Linked DNA regions of Mus musculus: all the other regions are linked to region 1. A link is a contact called in public ChIA-PET and Hi-C data. All regions are on one chromosome and are shown on one strand. The core of a region is the stretch at or near the end of the contact, and the rest is flanking DNA. Distances in the headings are between cores, read along the strand shown. Region 1 has its middle 27 kb from the start of Dad1. Region 2 has its middle 100 kb from the start of Gm30392. Region 3 has its middle 190 kb from the start of Gm30392.

Region 1 (4,197 bases), core at 1,650-4,149:
GGCATTCTCAGCTCTTCCTAGCCATGAGAGTCTCTGCCTTCACAGCCCACTGTTCTTGGCAGAGAGGGAGCCTCTCCTATCAGTCTCCTTTCCCCAAGGGCAGGCAGGGATTCTGATGGAAACACACTTCAGAGACCAACTGCTCACACCAAACGGGAGTACTTACTAGTTCCCAGGACTCCCCCACCCCCACCCACTGCCACCACCCAGCTTTTCCCTGGTTCAACTGTGTGTCTATGACCACACTAGCCAGAAATATGCTAATCCTCCCAGCTGTGACTCCCAGGCCTGCTTCTTCTCATAGAGATGGGGCTGACCAGCTTTCGAGTGTGATCGAGGGCATGTCCCTCCCTCCTGTGAGCTTCAGGGTCACCAGCCATGAAATGTCAGTTTCGACTGGAGACTACAGCAAAAACCCATGTTCCCTCTCCCGGCCACCCCTGATTAGAGTGACCGCAGAACCCCGTCATTTCTAAACTGCCTCATCTCTAGCCCACAATGAAGCCTTCTGAGACCAGTGACGGGGACGGCCTCAGGAAACACCACCATGACAGGGCCACCCTCACACACACACAGGGGAGGAGGGGCGAAGAGCCTCAATCCCACGCCCCTCCTCGAGTGTCTGACACGATGCCAAAGACTACCACTGGGGATTTCTTTTAATTAAACCATTCTCTTCCCTGTATTAGATGAAAGTGCCCATGGGAAGGTTAGTGCAGCAAGCCTTTATCAACCATTAAGAACTTAGGGCAAATTAGTTTGTCTTTTTTTTTTTTTCCTTGCTCCTAAAGTGGTAATTCACTTTGTTCTATTAAAAAAAAAAAAAAAAAATCCAGGCAAAGAAAGCGTGGGTGGCTGAGGAGATGCCGGGCTCCTAAAAACTGGCTGCCATAATGCAGAGGCTGAAGGGGGACCTTGTGGGAATGGAACAGAGTAAGAAGCCTAGAAGGCAGTATAGGAATCAAAGACAGACCTCCTCACTAAACGTGAAAGAGGCCCAGCCTCGGTTGAACCATGCTAGCCCAGTGTCCCCAGAGAGCAACATCCAGAGGTCACAAGAACCCTAACGTCACCTGAGGACCAGAGTGAGGTGACGTGGCAGGGATTTGAAGGGCCTCCCACAGCGGTGAAGTGAATATAGATAGCTTCCAGCCCCAACTCAAGCGAGGCCGGGACAAGGCAGACAGGAGGCCACTGATAGATCAAAGTCAACTTCATCGCCATCCAATCAGAACAAGAACTTTCTCCCACAGCTGAGGCTAAATCTCCACAGGAGCTGAACAAGTGTGGGGAACAGGCAGAGACTCTTCGACGTCGGACTCTGGGTCTCTCACTGCTTAGTCTGGAAGAGGCTACTGAGGAAACCTGAAGACATGACAATGGTCACAAGGCTGCCACTGCTCCCAGACCAGTCTGGACCAACTCCCGAAGAGAAGGCACCCATAGCCCAGCAAACTCCTTGCCAGGGCCAGCTGTAAAATGGGTATCTCTAGAGTCTAGATAAATGCCCTTACTCCCTAAGGGGTTTTCTGCAGGCCAGCTCTGAAGGCAGAAAAAAAAACGGACCCTTCACGTTCCAAGGCTAGAACTGTGGAAAGTGTTCTGCAACGTTGTCCGGTGCAGCTGGAGTCACAGTTCAGTCCAGAAACAGGCAGGCTGGACAGGTGTGTGCTCTGACCACTCAGGCCACCCCCTGAGGCTTCAAGGGTTTAGTTTTGTCTCATTTTTGTTTGGGGTATACCATAAAATCCAACTCCCAAAGCTCATGTCTAATATCAAATCTAATAGTGTTTTATTACCAGGTGACATGTTGGCAAGGGACTATAGATGACCCTTCGGATAGGAGGAATACCTTGCTCACCAGTAGCTCCTCCATACCTAGTGCAGTACCTTGCACCCAACAGATACCAACAGATGACATCATGACGGTCAACACAGTCACTGGGAGGGACCTGAGCTGGAGAGGGAACGTAGTGGCGTTAACAGAGGCCAGGTGAGCCACTGTCTCGGTTTTGCAAGGAATAGAGTAGCTTGGCAAAAACTATTAGAATAATCAGAGCTTGAGTGGTGCGCCCTTGAAGAGTTCAGACTCACATTAGCTTCATGACTGTTGACTGAATCCTGCAGGACAGTTACCAGGAAACACTGGCTTCTAAAAGTCTAAAGACTCTGGTCCTACATGAGAACCAGCATCCAGGGCCAAAGGTCACTTAATGTCCATTTCAGTTTCCCCAGTGACCCACACAAACCCACTGAAACCTAGTTCCTCGAGCAACATGTGGGAAGAAGGGCTTCCGGTTTACAAAGCAGGAAGTCTATATCCAGCCCACCCCGCCCTGGACAAGATTGAAGTCTGGGTCCCCGAGGGATATTTCCCAGAGGTGAGTGTGAGAGACCTGTCAAATACTGTAACTCTTGCATGTACTGGCTACGGGTGGGGGTGGGGTGGGGTGGGGGGCAGTCTGAAGGATCGCCAGCCCTGCTTTGGGTAAAAGCCACATGGGTAACACAGCTGTCTCCTTTCATACAGACACACAAGGCATAGGATTTCCTCCAAGAATCACACAGACAGCTGCACCCTGAAATGGGTAAGCTGGTCAGATAGTGAATCAATAGCCAGAAGTAGAACAGGAAATGGAAAAAGTTTCCCACTTCCCTCCAGGTGTTTGGGTCTGAACAGCCTCCCACTTCCATGACGTCACGGCTGCTGACATGGGCAAACAGGTCCCCCTTTGAAGCTCTCCCGCAGAAGCCACATCCTCTGGAAAGAGGAGTTAAAAATACAGAGTTAGAGATAAGATCTCTCCGGGCCACGTGCCCAGAAGAGGTAGGCTGGGCCGTTACACCGCAGCCCAACCACAGGTGCAGAAAAGAAGGCCACGGAGAGCACATTGGGTGGGGCTTGCAGGTCTTGGTGGTAACACCCATTCACAGCAGCCGGCTGGGGAGGCACTGCGGCTCCACTCCCAAGAAGTCCCCCTCCCCTGACCTCTATTGCCCTCAAATTAGACAAGTCTATATACTTAGTTCAAGGGAGAAAGTCTATGTCCAGTCCAGCTTGTGCTGGACAGGTTGTGAAAGAGGCAGCTGCCTACACACACAGCTAAGGCTCGTTCCCCAACAGATACCTTCCACAAGAAGCCCCATTCGCTCTCATTTCCACTCCAGGAGGAAATTTAAGTGTCAAGAGATAACCCTAGTGGACATCTGTCTCTCAGGGTCCTAGGAAGTCGCAGAACCTGAAACCTGAAAAACTTTCGTCTTGGGAGTCCCACTCTGTTGTAGTGTCTTAAGGTAGCCACACGGGGGCAGCAGTACTCCACCAAAAGGCTTTCTCCCTCGGCGTGTTTATTCGGGATAAAGAAAATCCCTGCATCCTACGGAAAAACTCTTTCCAAAGGAAAATAAAATGACAAGTGGCTTCTGTTTCACAGGGTCCTGCCCTGTGCCAGTCACTGGACTCCAGACTTGTGTGATCCTCTCTGCCTGCAAAGAGTCTAGGGTCAGGCCTTCAGGCAGCAGGGGGCACTGCCTACCCAGGTTTAGGAGACCTAGCTACAAGAGAAACCCAGAAAGAAACTACCCTGTTGGAAGCCAGGAGATGGAATATGGGGCCCGGCAGGCCCAGGATCCATGACTTCACTCTGTAGCCTGTAAACCCGCAGCCTCAGTTCTCCTCTTTGTACCAACATTCTCTCAGGTAGTTTAGAAACGAAGGCTTTCTTCCAGCGGGATACCTGTTAAAGGGCAGACACTGTGTCAGGTTTCAGGGACTCTGACTCCATACAACTAAAGTTTAAGAAATGGCCAAAGGGGTCGCCCATAACAGGTACTCACATGCTAGGTGTCTCTAGGGAGAAAGGACTGATGGGAAAGGAGAACAAGGGTTTGGAATTCGGGGCGGTTGATCTGAACCTGGATGATGGGCACATCGGGGTAGATGCCTGTCAAAATGCATCCAGCTGGAAAGCCTGGGTTTGCTGCACCTCAGTGTGTGTAAATTAAACTCAAGATTGCCTAAAGTCAAGGCACAGACAGTCCGGGCACTGTGTGAGCATGGGAGACAGACGTAATGGCTGTAATTTTATGGCCTCTGTTAATATCTTCCTGGCAGTCCTCAGGCAGGCAGGGGTCAGGCAAAGCAGGGTCTGTAAGCTTCAGTGTCCTTCGTGGCACATTTAACTTTCCCCTGTCTCT
Region 2 (4,781 bases), core at 1,035-3,534, 340 kb before region 1:
AGCAGCCATGTGTCCTTAGTGAGTTATAAATCTGGGAAATGTGATTTCCATTCCTATTTTCAAATACCTGCCAACTTCACTCTCAACTAAACCCGGTTGCCAGATTCATACGTGGTCCCATATTTGTTGGGTGAGTGTTGGGTCTTCCTTTGCTATTATCTCAACCTGTCAGGTTGGCGACACTCTGAATTTCAAGGTCCCAGGAATCAACGGTTGGTGAACTGGCTGAAAGTAGGGAGAACAAGATGAGGGAAATGGCCATGAAAATCTCTACCTGAAGTTCTGGTCTCAGCTCTGGTCTTATACTTCAAAAAGTCCCAGATCAGCACAGTGGGAGGAGTGAATGATTGAAGAGCAGGCAAGGAAGAAAACTAAGACCGGGCAAAGTCTCTCAAGTGGGGTTTGCAGTCAGGCTCCATGTTTTTTCTCTGATCATAGTTTTATAAAGGAATCTGCAAAGTGTTCTCCACTGTGGCTGCAGTTACTTGTGTCTCCATCAACGGTGTGTGACATGGTCTACTTCCTTACATTCTCATCACCACTTTTCCTTTAAACAATGACGTACAAACAAGGACAAGATGGTGTCTCACTGTGCTTTGTTTGTTACATTTCATTGAGATGGGATCTGAGCATGTGTCTAGACTGGCTTAGAAATCCTGTTCTCAAGCAATAATCCTGGCATAGCCTTGAGCAACTGGGATGCAAGCATGTGCCACCAGACCCTTGCGGCTTTTTTCTACATTCCTTGAGTACTGATGATAACAAGCACTCAAGGTGGTGGCAATGCATGTGGATGTGTGCGCCTGCACATGAATACCAAAAGTTGCTGTCAGGTATATTCCTATAGTTCTTTTCATCCTTTCCTTGAGACACAGTTTCCACAGAACTTAGAACTCACTAATTAATTAGACTGATTAGATAGCAAGCCCCAAGATTCTAGTATTTCCTACTTCCCAGTGTTAGGATTCTGGGAATATACATCTAAAAAAAACATTCAATGCAAAATTCCCACATATTCTAATCCTTCACAGATTTCTTTTTTAATTCCTAAAATTCATGTAGAACCATAAATGACCCCAGAGAGCCAAAAGAGCCCTGCAGAGGAAGGGTAGATGGCAATGATGAAAGGAGGCCCATGCCAGGTTCCTGGCTTATCATTGATGTTCTATTTCATTTTTTTAAGTCTTGATTTCTCAAACATTTTTATCTGATAATTTTTGCATTTGATGACCAAGGGGCTGAATCTTTGCCTTATGTTATCTTGAATTTTTTAGACAAAAAACTTTGTGATAGCTGATTTCTTATATGATGAATAATTTTAATTGTGAACTCAACTTTAATTTGTACTGCAACTATGTTGAATATATAAATTGATGACATATCTATCAAGAGATGTATTTTTTCCAGAAGACCCCAAATAGTATTTTTTTAGTTCATTATGTTCTTCCAGGTAAGGTGGTAAACTCTAACTTTCCTTCGGGCAAAAAGTGAAAGAGTCAAAATAAGAAAAGACAGACTCAATTCCAAAAGGAAAAAGGAAAACAGATGCAGCAATCTATAAAGGTAGTGCTCAGGTACATGAAAAAGTACAAAGACAACAGTAGGCGACACAGCATGGAAAGTAACCCAAGCTGAAGACAACTGCAGGAGAGTGGCTCCCAGCAGGGGAGGGGAGCAGAAGCTCTGTTAAAATGTTTTCTCCTCAGTGAATAGTACTGACAGTGGGGGGATCATGAGAAAGTTTCTCAATCAGATGAAACCAAAGTACAGCCAGAAGAGACATCTAAACCAACAGATGTAAAACTCGCAGAATTGAAACACAAGGAAAATGAAAAGCAAGACAATTCACCTGTTCTAATGGATTATACGACCTCAATTACTGATTTCAAAGGTACTAAGATAGGTAAAATGCTGATGTTATCAACATATTTCTAGCAAAAAAATGATAAATGATTTCAAAATAGCTATAAACAAGTAAATGAACTCAGTCAAGGACCTGCAAGGGAAGAGCAGCAAAATAGAGAAAAGATCACCAAATCAGATGAAAAACCAGGAACAGAAAATAACTCACAGGCTACTATATGAACAAAGGAGAAAGCTAGAAAGGAATCTGTCGTGTTACACAGAGAGAAAGACAGACAGACAGACAAACGTCAACTTCCTGCTCCCTTTCTTTCTTTCATTTAGCCCTGGGTCCAATCTAGGAACAGAAGTAACAAACCTCAACAGAGTACAGGCTATCTACAACAACTGTACAGCCATCATTATACTTAATAAGGGAAAGGATTTACTTTAAACTCAGCAACGAGACAAAAGTGCCCACTCTACTGTTACTCAAAGCAGTGCTTGGGCTCTTAGATAAAGCAATAAACTAAGACAGAGAATAAAAATCTACATAGGAAAAATAGGTCAAATTGTCACTGTTTGCAGACACTTTATCTCATACTTAGAAGTCCCTAAATGTTTCACAAGAAAATTCTTAGATCTGATAAACATATTCAGTAAAGTAACAGTATCCAACAACAACATAGGAAAATATGTAGGCCTGAAAAGATAGCTCAGTTGGTAAAGTGTTTTGCCTTACACCAACGTGGATCTGAGTTCAATTTGCATAACTCACATTTAAGAGAAAAAGTAAGGGTGGTAGTGCTCAGTTTTAATATATATGCTGAGGGGAAAAAGACAGGAAGGAGGCTTTATGGGTTCAGTGGCCACCCAACCAACCTACCTGGTGAGTTCCAGGCCAGTGAGAAACCCTGTCTCAAAAAGGTAAGGGAGTTGGTTTTTGGTACACACACACACACACACAGATATATCTATGTGTGTGTGTGTGTGTGTGTGTGTGTGTGTAGATAGATAGATAGATAGAGCAGAGCCTCAACAGCCACACTTTTTCTCTCATCCTTTTTATACCTTCCTAGACAAAAGTTCTTTATAAAATTACCTCATAGATAAAACATTACACAAAAGAGGAGTTACAGAAGGATGTCGATAGTAAGTTCAAAACAGTGTTTCATTCTATAAGCTCATTATAAGCTCAAAGCAACATTTTCACATGACCTTGCTTCATCATAGTGCACACCTGTGGTTTCATCCTCGGACCTGACAAAGAATGAATGTTTTTCCTTGATCATAAATTTATCCCAAGCCTATTTCTCTTCTTAGTACAATTTATAAAAGCTCATTGTATTTTTTATTATGCATCCTTGACTCACTTTATTCTATGAGAAAGGGGCACATTCTTTTCTTGATTCTAAGTTTATTACATCTTTCTGGCAAAACAACTAAAATAATCTCCTTAAACTCTCTTCCTAAAATTATTTGAATCAGATCAGGAATTCTAAAAAGTAATTAATTCATCTAATCAATATGAATTCATGAAATTTTATCTTCATGTTAATCTGCAGGAAATTTGCTCAATAGGATGGGCTGATGCCCAGGAATCATTAGGCTATGTAACAGTGACAGAAAAGGTATAACAGCAGATAAGAAGCAATCCTAGAGCAAAGTCTCTGGGGCCATCTCTCTCCAGAGTGCCCCCATCACAGCCATGTAAAACAGTGGGCCATCTCCAGGAAACTCACTTGCTTGCCATAGCCTTTCCTAGATGGCTTCTCTCTCCCTCCCTCTCCCTCTTACCCCACCCCCACCCCGCTCTCTCTCTCTCACACACACACACAAACTCATATGGACTGTAATAATACAGACAAGATCTGCAGAACTTCAAGTCAAACAAATATCCCAGCACTGAGAAGGGGAATTAATTGTATGTGTACATACGTATGTATGTATGTATGTATGTATGTATGTATGTATGTATTATATGATGTTGTACACTTGCAATCCCATCAATAAGAAATCAGAGAGACACTGGAGGATTCCTTGCTTGCTAGCCATACTAGCCTAATTGGTGGGCACAAAGCTAATAAGAAAGGCTACCTCAAAGGAGGTGGATCTATGCTAGTTAGTTTTACTGTCACTTTAGTACAAGCTATAGTCATTTGGGAAGAGACATAGAGACATTTTCTCAATTGAGCTTCTCTCATTTCAAATGTCAAGTTCACAAAAAACTAACCATTATAGTTTTTTAAGCTTTAGATATGTTTTATTTAGATTAACCACAAAGGTTGTGTAGCTAGCAATGAACCTGGGAGGAGCAGGGAAAGGGAAAGAGAATATAGTATTATAAATAGATAAAGGAGAAATCACCATATGGTGATTAAGTGGAAAGAGGGATGGGAGGGAACGCTAAAAGAGAGATTATGGCCAGAACTTTTGAAGCATCCTAAAATATATGCTTATTTGAAAGAAGATAGAATGTTCCATGTTGACATCTTATTCTACCAAATAAAATCCCCAGTACAGGAAATTAGATACTTCTTGTTGAGTCATTGGCTACAAAGTCCCATAGACACTCTTCCCAGAAAAAACTCACAGGCTATTGCCAATACTATTGATTACCCGCCAGAACTTAATGGTAAGTTGCAAGTGTTTGAGACATCACCTATTTATGTCATCAATCAAGGAGAAATCCATCTGGTGCCCAACTAGAAGCTTTACTCCCTCTGACTAGAATCCATGATGTTGGAAGGTACTTTGAACACTACTAGAGGAGAAAAGTAATCACTAATATCACTCAGCTACGAGCTTTACAAACTACAATATTGACTTTCTTACAAAAACTACTGCAGCATAAATGTTATGGGAGTAACCAACCACTTTTAAAAATTGGGTTTATGGCACACTCTGCGAGATGGAACCCATATCTGATATCTGATGTT
Region 3 (4,575 bases), core at 1,016-3,515, 430 kb before region 1:
GTGAGTTTTGACTTCCCATAAGGTTTATGAGATTTTTATTTAAATGAAAATGTCTAGGTTAAGTTGATGACCTGCAACTAGAGAGAGTCCTTTATTCATGATGAATTTTACTTTAAATGTATCTCCCAAATTATTCCACCGAATAGCACTGAAGCACACCAGCTATCTAGATGTCTGCTTCCCTCAGCTCCAGCCCTCAAAGCTACTGGCTTTCACAGCTCTCTGTTTTCAGTTACTACCTGACTTAATTACCAGGGAAAGTCAAGGAGATAAGAAGCAACGGTTTGTGGTGAGCCATGCTTTTTCTCGTCTGTGTTCAATCCTGTGGCCTGTGAACCTGGGGCAATCCATTTCCTGGTTGGGGCATAGCATAACTGAGGTAACATATATGTACTCAGAACTCTGAGCCGAGACAAAGAGTACATGATTATGCAGAGGAACATGTCTCACACACTGCTCTCTGCCTGCTGCATGTTAATGTTTGTATATCTCTGGAATAGATGATTCATATTTAACTAGTGATATTAACAAGGGGACATTGCTCCCAGGCACGTGATGCTTCAGACCTGGCGGGACAACAGGGATTGGAGAAGAGCTGACTGTGCGTTCAGTTAGGTTGTCGGTCATTTATAGATCGGCCTGTTTCCACCGTATTTTATTCTCTGCACCAAACCATCATCTGTTTTCTGATTGTTCCCACGGGATCTAGAAAGCACCTCAAGTCCTTTCAGACCCATTCAGATGGTGAAGAAGTCGTCACCCTGCTCAGAAGTCACACCACCTTTCTTGGCCCAAACAAATTTCCAGGTAAGATATTTTCCTAGTCTGCCAAAGTTCTTTTAGTGAGAGTGCAGAGACCGGTCTCTGTTCTGTCTTCTTCTAGAAATCAGCTAGCTCCACTAGCCTCGCCATTTAGTTGTACCTCTGGAAAACTCCGTGAACTATTTCTGTGCTCTCCAGGCCCCACAGGGTTTGAAGTGATAGTAAACCCTGGACAAAAACCCAGGAGCTCACTTGAGCTAGCCTCTGCTGAAGGATCCCGCCTGAGATACACACCTGCAGACTCCAGGCAAGAGGGCAGCTCCTGCCATGGGCGCTTTATCTGTGGTCTGGATCAGAGGATACTTACAAGAGAAACTGTCTTCTTTGAAAACAGTTGTCAGGAGTAGCTTTCCTCAGCTACACTATGTCTTGAATCCTTGAATCATAAGTAAATCGCACAGAACGTGTGTAAAGATTTTTAGAGGTGATAACTATCCCATAATAAAGTGTTAGTTTCATTTAAAGATGCTCACAGCTTAGATCTGGTGTCGTTGTTGGGATTGTCAGTTGAACTCATGATCTTGCCTTCTTCCCACTAGGCTTTGTTTTAACTGTGTGCAATCAAAGACGTAGGACCACAGTGAGTAACAAGAGGAAGAGGTCAATTATAAAAGTTATAAATCACATGGTTCCAAGAGTTAGTGGGAACTCTGTGCAAAGCTATTTTCCTTGCCCATATCTGCAGAGGAGTTGGACTAACACATGGGAAGGAAAACTGGATGGATGATGGAAAGACACTTGGCTGAACTGTGACCCGAAAGGATGTAATGAGGATACCTGCGGTTCACAAGGACAAACCTCCTTTAATACTGTCCGGAGGGTGACCTTGGGAAGCAGTTAACTGGTACCACTGTACATGTGTACATGGGCTAATCTCTTCCTCTTGTTACTCCCTGTGGTCCTGCATCTTTGCTTGTACACAGTTAAAACAAAGCCTAGTAGGGAAAGGGCAAGGACATGAGTTCAACTGTTCATCCCAACAACTACACCCGGATCTGCACTATGGAGAATGTACACAGAGCAGCTCAAGGAGGAGGCAGAGTGGAAAGTGGGGGAGGTACAATAAGAGAGCTGATGGGCTGAGCATGTAACTGAGTGTGAGTATTCTCTTAACATGCACAAAGCCTTGAGTGCTGTCTCCATCTCTAAGGAATGAAAAGAGAAATAAATTTTAAAAGGGAAGAGAAGCTGTTAAATTGATAAGCACATACAGGAGTACCTGAAGCCCAGGCCAACATGCAGAGATAACACCCACCTTCTACCCTGCATGGTTTCTCTCATGGCCAGTCCTAATGTGTAAGGAAGCAACTTTGGGAAGTATCATGGCCAGGTGTTTGAGACAATGTAAATCTACCACAATGCCCACTTGTGAACTTGGCACCATCCTGCACCTCCCTCAACAACACTTATAGTTCAAATGAAGACATAGAAACATTGGGCTTCCTGTTTACGTCATAACTCTCCCCAAAGAGGAGACAGAAAGAGGAGCCATGTCTGTGGGTGATAGTTGGTCTTCTAGCCAAGTCACATTTCCTGCTAACACTCTATGACTCCACTACTGAAATCCTGTAAGACACAATGTTATCTTTCAGCAGCACATCTTATGTTAAGACATGTAAATTAGTGGAAGGTTAGGAAAACATGCTTAGTACACCCATAAACACACTTGCACTGAGTTTAATCCGGAAGCAGTTTCAGAATGATCGTGGCCTTTGTTTCTATGAATACTCCAATGTCTACAGCCGGGTTTTACACATAGCTTTTCCTTCTCTTAACTGAAGCCCACAGTCAGTCCAGCACTGGATTTATTTTTAATAGAAGAATGTCCTTGATCAGGAAATCATAGATTTGATGACGAGTTCCTCAAACTGGCCTCTGTGATTAATCCAAAAAGTGTGACAGACATGAAGGAAAAATCCAGTCTTCAGTGTTTGTTTAGGTGTAGTTCTTCATTATGTGTTAATGGGAAGACATATGGGAAATGTCCTTAAGAAAGACTTATTGTGTGAAACAACTGAAGTTATTTGGGAGAAACCATTCTAAAAGTTCTTAAACAGAATAAAGGAAACTTTAAAGCTTTCTATAAACATATCTGTAATTGTATTTTGTTTAAAAAAACACAACTAAGAAGGGGGGGTTGTGACTGGAGAGATGACTTGTCACTTAAGAGAGCTTGTTACTCTTGCAGAAGATCCAAGTTTGTCTGGCGGCACCCACATGGTGGCTGACAACCTTCCATAACCTCAGTCTTAGGAGATCCAGTGCCCTCTTAAGACCTCTGTGGGCACCAGGCATTCATGTGGCACACATACAAACATGCAGACAAACACTCAGCATTCATACACATAAAATAAACAAATCTTTAAGAAAAGAACACACATTCAATAAATAAAATCTATTATTTAAAACGGAGGTGGAAATTATGAGCAGCCCAAAAAGAAAAGATGAAAAAGTCAAAGAATAATCTGTAAAACCACATTTACAACGCATAGTTTTGGAAGAAGACTCAGAAAACACAAAGTAGGAACAAACTTGCTTGAGTCAATAAAATCAATGAAAATATCAAAACCCAGCTATTTCAGAAATATGAATATCCAGTTACTCCAGGCACTTTATATCATTACTCGCCAGACAAATGAAAATAAACTTCTGATTGCTCCCCTCTCTATTGAGGTCAGCACAGCACCCTGAGTCATGAGGAAGTGACACCTGGAGCTAAGAGAAAAAAAAAAAAAAAAAAAAAAAAACGATGACTTCTTTCTGTAAAAGAGCAGCAAGACTGGACCCTCGGTGGTGGTGCCATAACTGTTTCAAATGGCTTTTAAAGGGACTTTGAGAAAACGATTCCAACCCTAAGTACAGACTGTGCAACTATCCACAGATTTAAAACAAAACAAGAGGGTAATGAGCTCATCTGTTAGCAGGGCTGAGCATCTGCGGTGTCACACCTGCACTCCTGTGCTCTGAAGTACAAAGAACCTGAGGGGCAGATTAGGAGCGCGTCGCCCGATCGGGGTTTGTGTTCCTTGTCTCGGTGTAGCTTTACTCAAATGTGAAATTGTTATCTGTTTTCCTGCTGTGGGAATCCAGCTGTAGCAAACTCCTCCCTAGGGAAAATGAAGTGCGAAGCTCTTTCCTAAAGGACTGTCGACCTGATGGCCAACTAACTTTTGTGACTTAACGCTGGCTTTGCTGCCCTCTAGTGTTCATAGCTTAAACTGGTTTGAACGTGGTGTAGTAGGAACTGTCTGGGGGAAATGCAGCCTTCCCCTGCTGTAATAATGTAGGAGGGCTCAGAAGGACTGGCAGGCTGATGACATAAGGCCCTGTTATATGGGTTAGTGGAGGCTGGAAGTAATGGCATGTCTTGTAGATAAGTCTCGGCATGACTACACACGGCAGAGAGGATGTCTGAGCTTGTTTTCTCCCTCTCTGCCCCTTCTCTCTCTCTCCCACCCTTCTCTCTCCTTCCATTACTCCCTCCTTCCCTCCCTCCCTCCCCCTTCTTTGTTGCTAACTTATGTCCATCGCTCTTCACTTTTTGTGTTTAGAAAACAACCCGAGATACGGGAGCAAGAGTAACTGATGGAGAAAAACAGATGCCCAAAGATTTCCTGACTTGTTCAATTATGTGATACTTCGGAATTTATGATTGTTGCTGTTAAAATTAGAACACAAGAATAGATTCACCATAGAGGTCAAACAACACGGCGGGGGTCGGGGAAGCTCCTCCGTGCTAGAATGGGCTGCAGT

The links. Hi-C and Micro-C count contacts between places; a contact is called where the count stands out from the background. ChIA-PET counts read pairs in DNA pulled down with a chosen protein or histone mark.
Region 2: a Hi-C map of the P5424 cell line shows a contact between it and region 1, with 3 times the contacts expected there. The contact joins two enhancer-like sites. A contact is called at or near these places in 1 of 15 datasets of contacts at CTCF or cohesin (CD8 T cells), 17 of 484 Hi-C or Micro-C datasets (the P5424 cell line, bone marrow-derived DN3 thymocytes, bone marrow-derived dendritic cells and 11 more) and 5 of 115 datasets of contacts at active chromatin or transcription factors (CD8 T cells, DN3 thymocytes, T-cell acute lymphoblastic leukemia and 2 more).
Region 3: an RNA polymerase II ChIA-PET map of CD8 T cells shows a contact between it and region 1, with 10 times the contacts expected there. The contact joins two enhancer-like sites. A contact is called at or near these places in 1 of 39 promoter capture datasets (the C10 cell line), 1 of 15 datasets of contacts at CTCF or cohesin (CD8 T cells), 5 of 484 Hi-C or Micro-C datasets (B cells, effector CD8 T cells, embryonic stem cells and 1 more), 6 of 115 datasets of contacts at active chromatin or transcription factors (CD8 T cells, DN3 thymocytes, T-cell acute lymphoblastic leukemia and 2 more) and 1 of 9 other capture datasets (embryonic stem cells).

What each region holds. Positions count from the first base shown.
Region 1 is chr14:54,224,787-54,228,983 of GRCm38.p6, forward strand. No RefSeq gene overlaps it. Among named protein-coding and RNA genes, the nearest start is that of Dad1, 27 kb to the right of the region's middle. Within about 2 kb of position 2,900, at least 240 of the 459 cell types and tissues checked have an H3K27ac peak or open chromatin away from gene starts, as enhancers often do. A contact at or near this core is called in CD8 T cells, the P5424 cell line, memory CD8 T cells and 1 more, where this site is marked.
Region 2 is chr14:53,888,382-53,893,162 of GRCm38.p6, forward strand. It overlaps Tcra. Among named protein-coding and RNA genes, the nearest start is that of Gm30392, 100 kb to the right of the region's middle. Within about 2 kb of position 2,285, at least 1 of the 459 cell types and tissues checked has an H3K27ac peak or open chromatin away from gene starts, as enhancers often do. A contact at or near this core is called in the P5424 cell line, where this site is marked.
Region 3 is chr14:53,800,411-53,804,985 of GRCm38.p6, forward strand. It overlaps Tcra. Among named protein-coding and RNA genes, the nearest start is that of Gm30392, 190 kb to the right of the region's middle. Within about 2 kb of position 2,266, at least 21 of the 459 cell types and tissues checked have an H3K27ac peak or open chromatin away from gene starts, as enhancers often do. A contact at or near this core is called in CD8 T cells, memory CD8 T cells and thymic regulatory T cells, where this site is marked.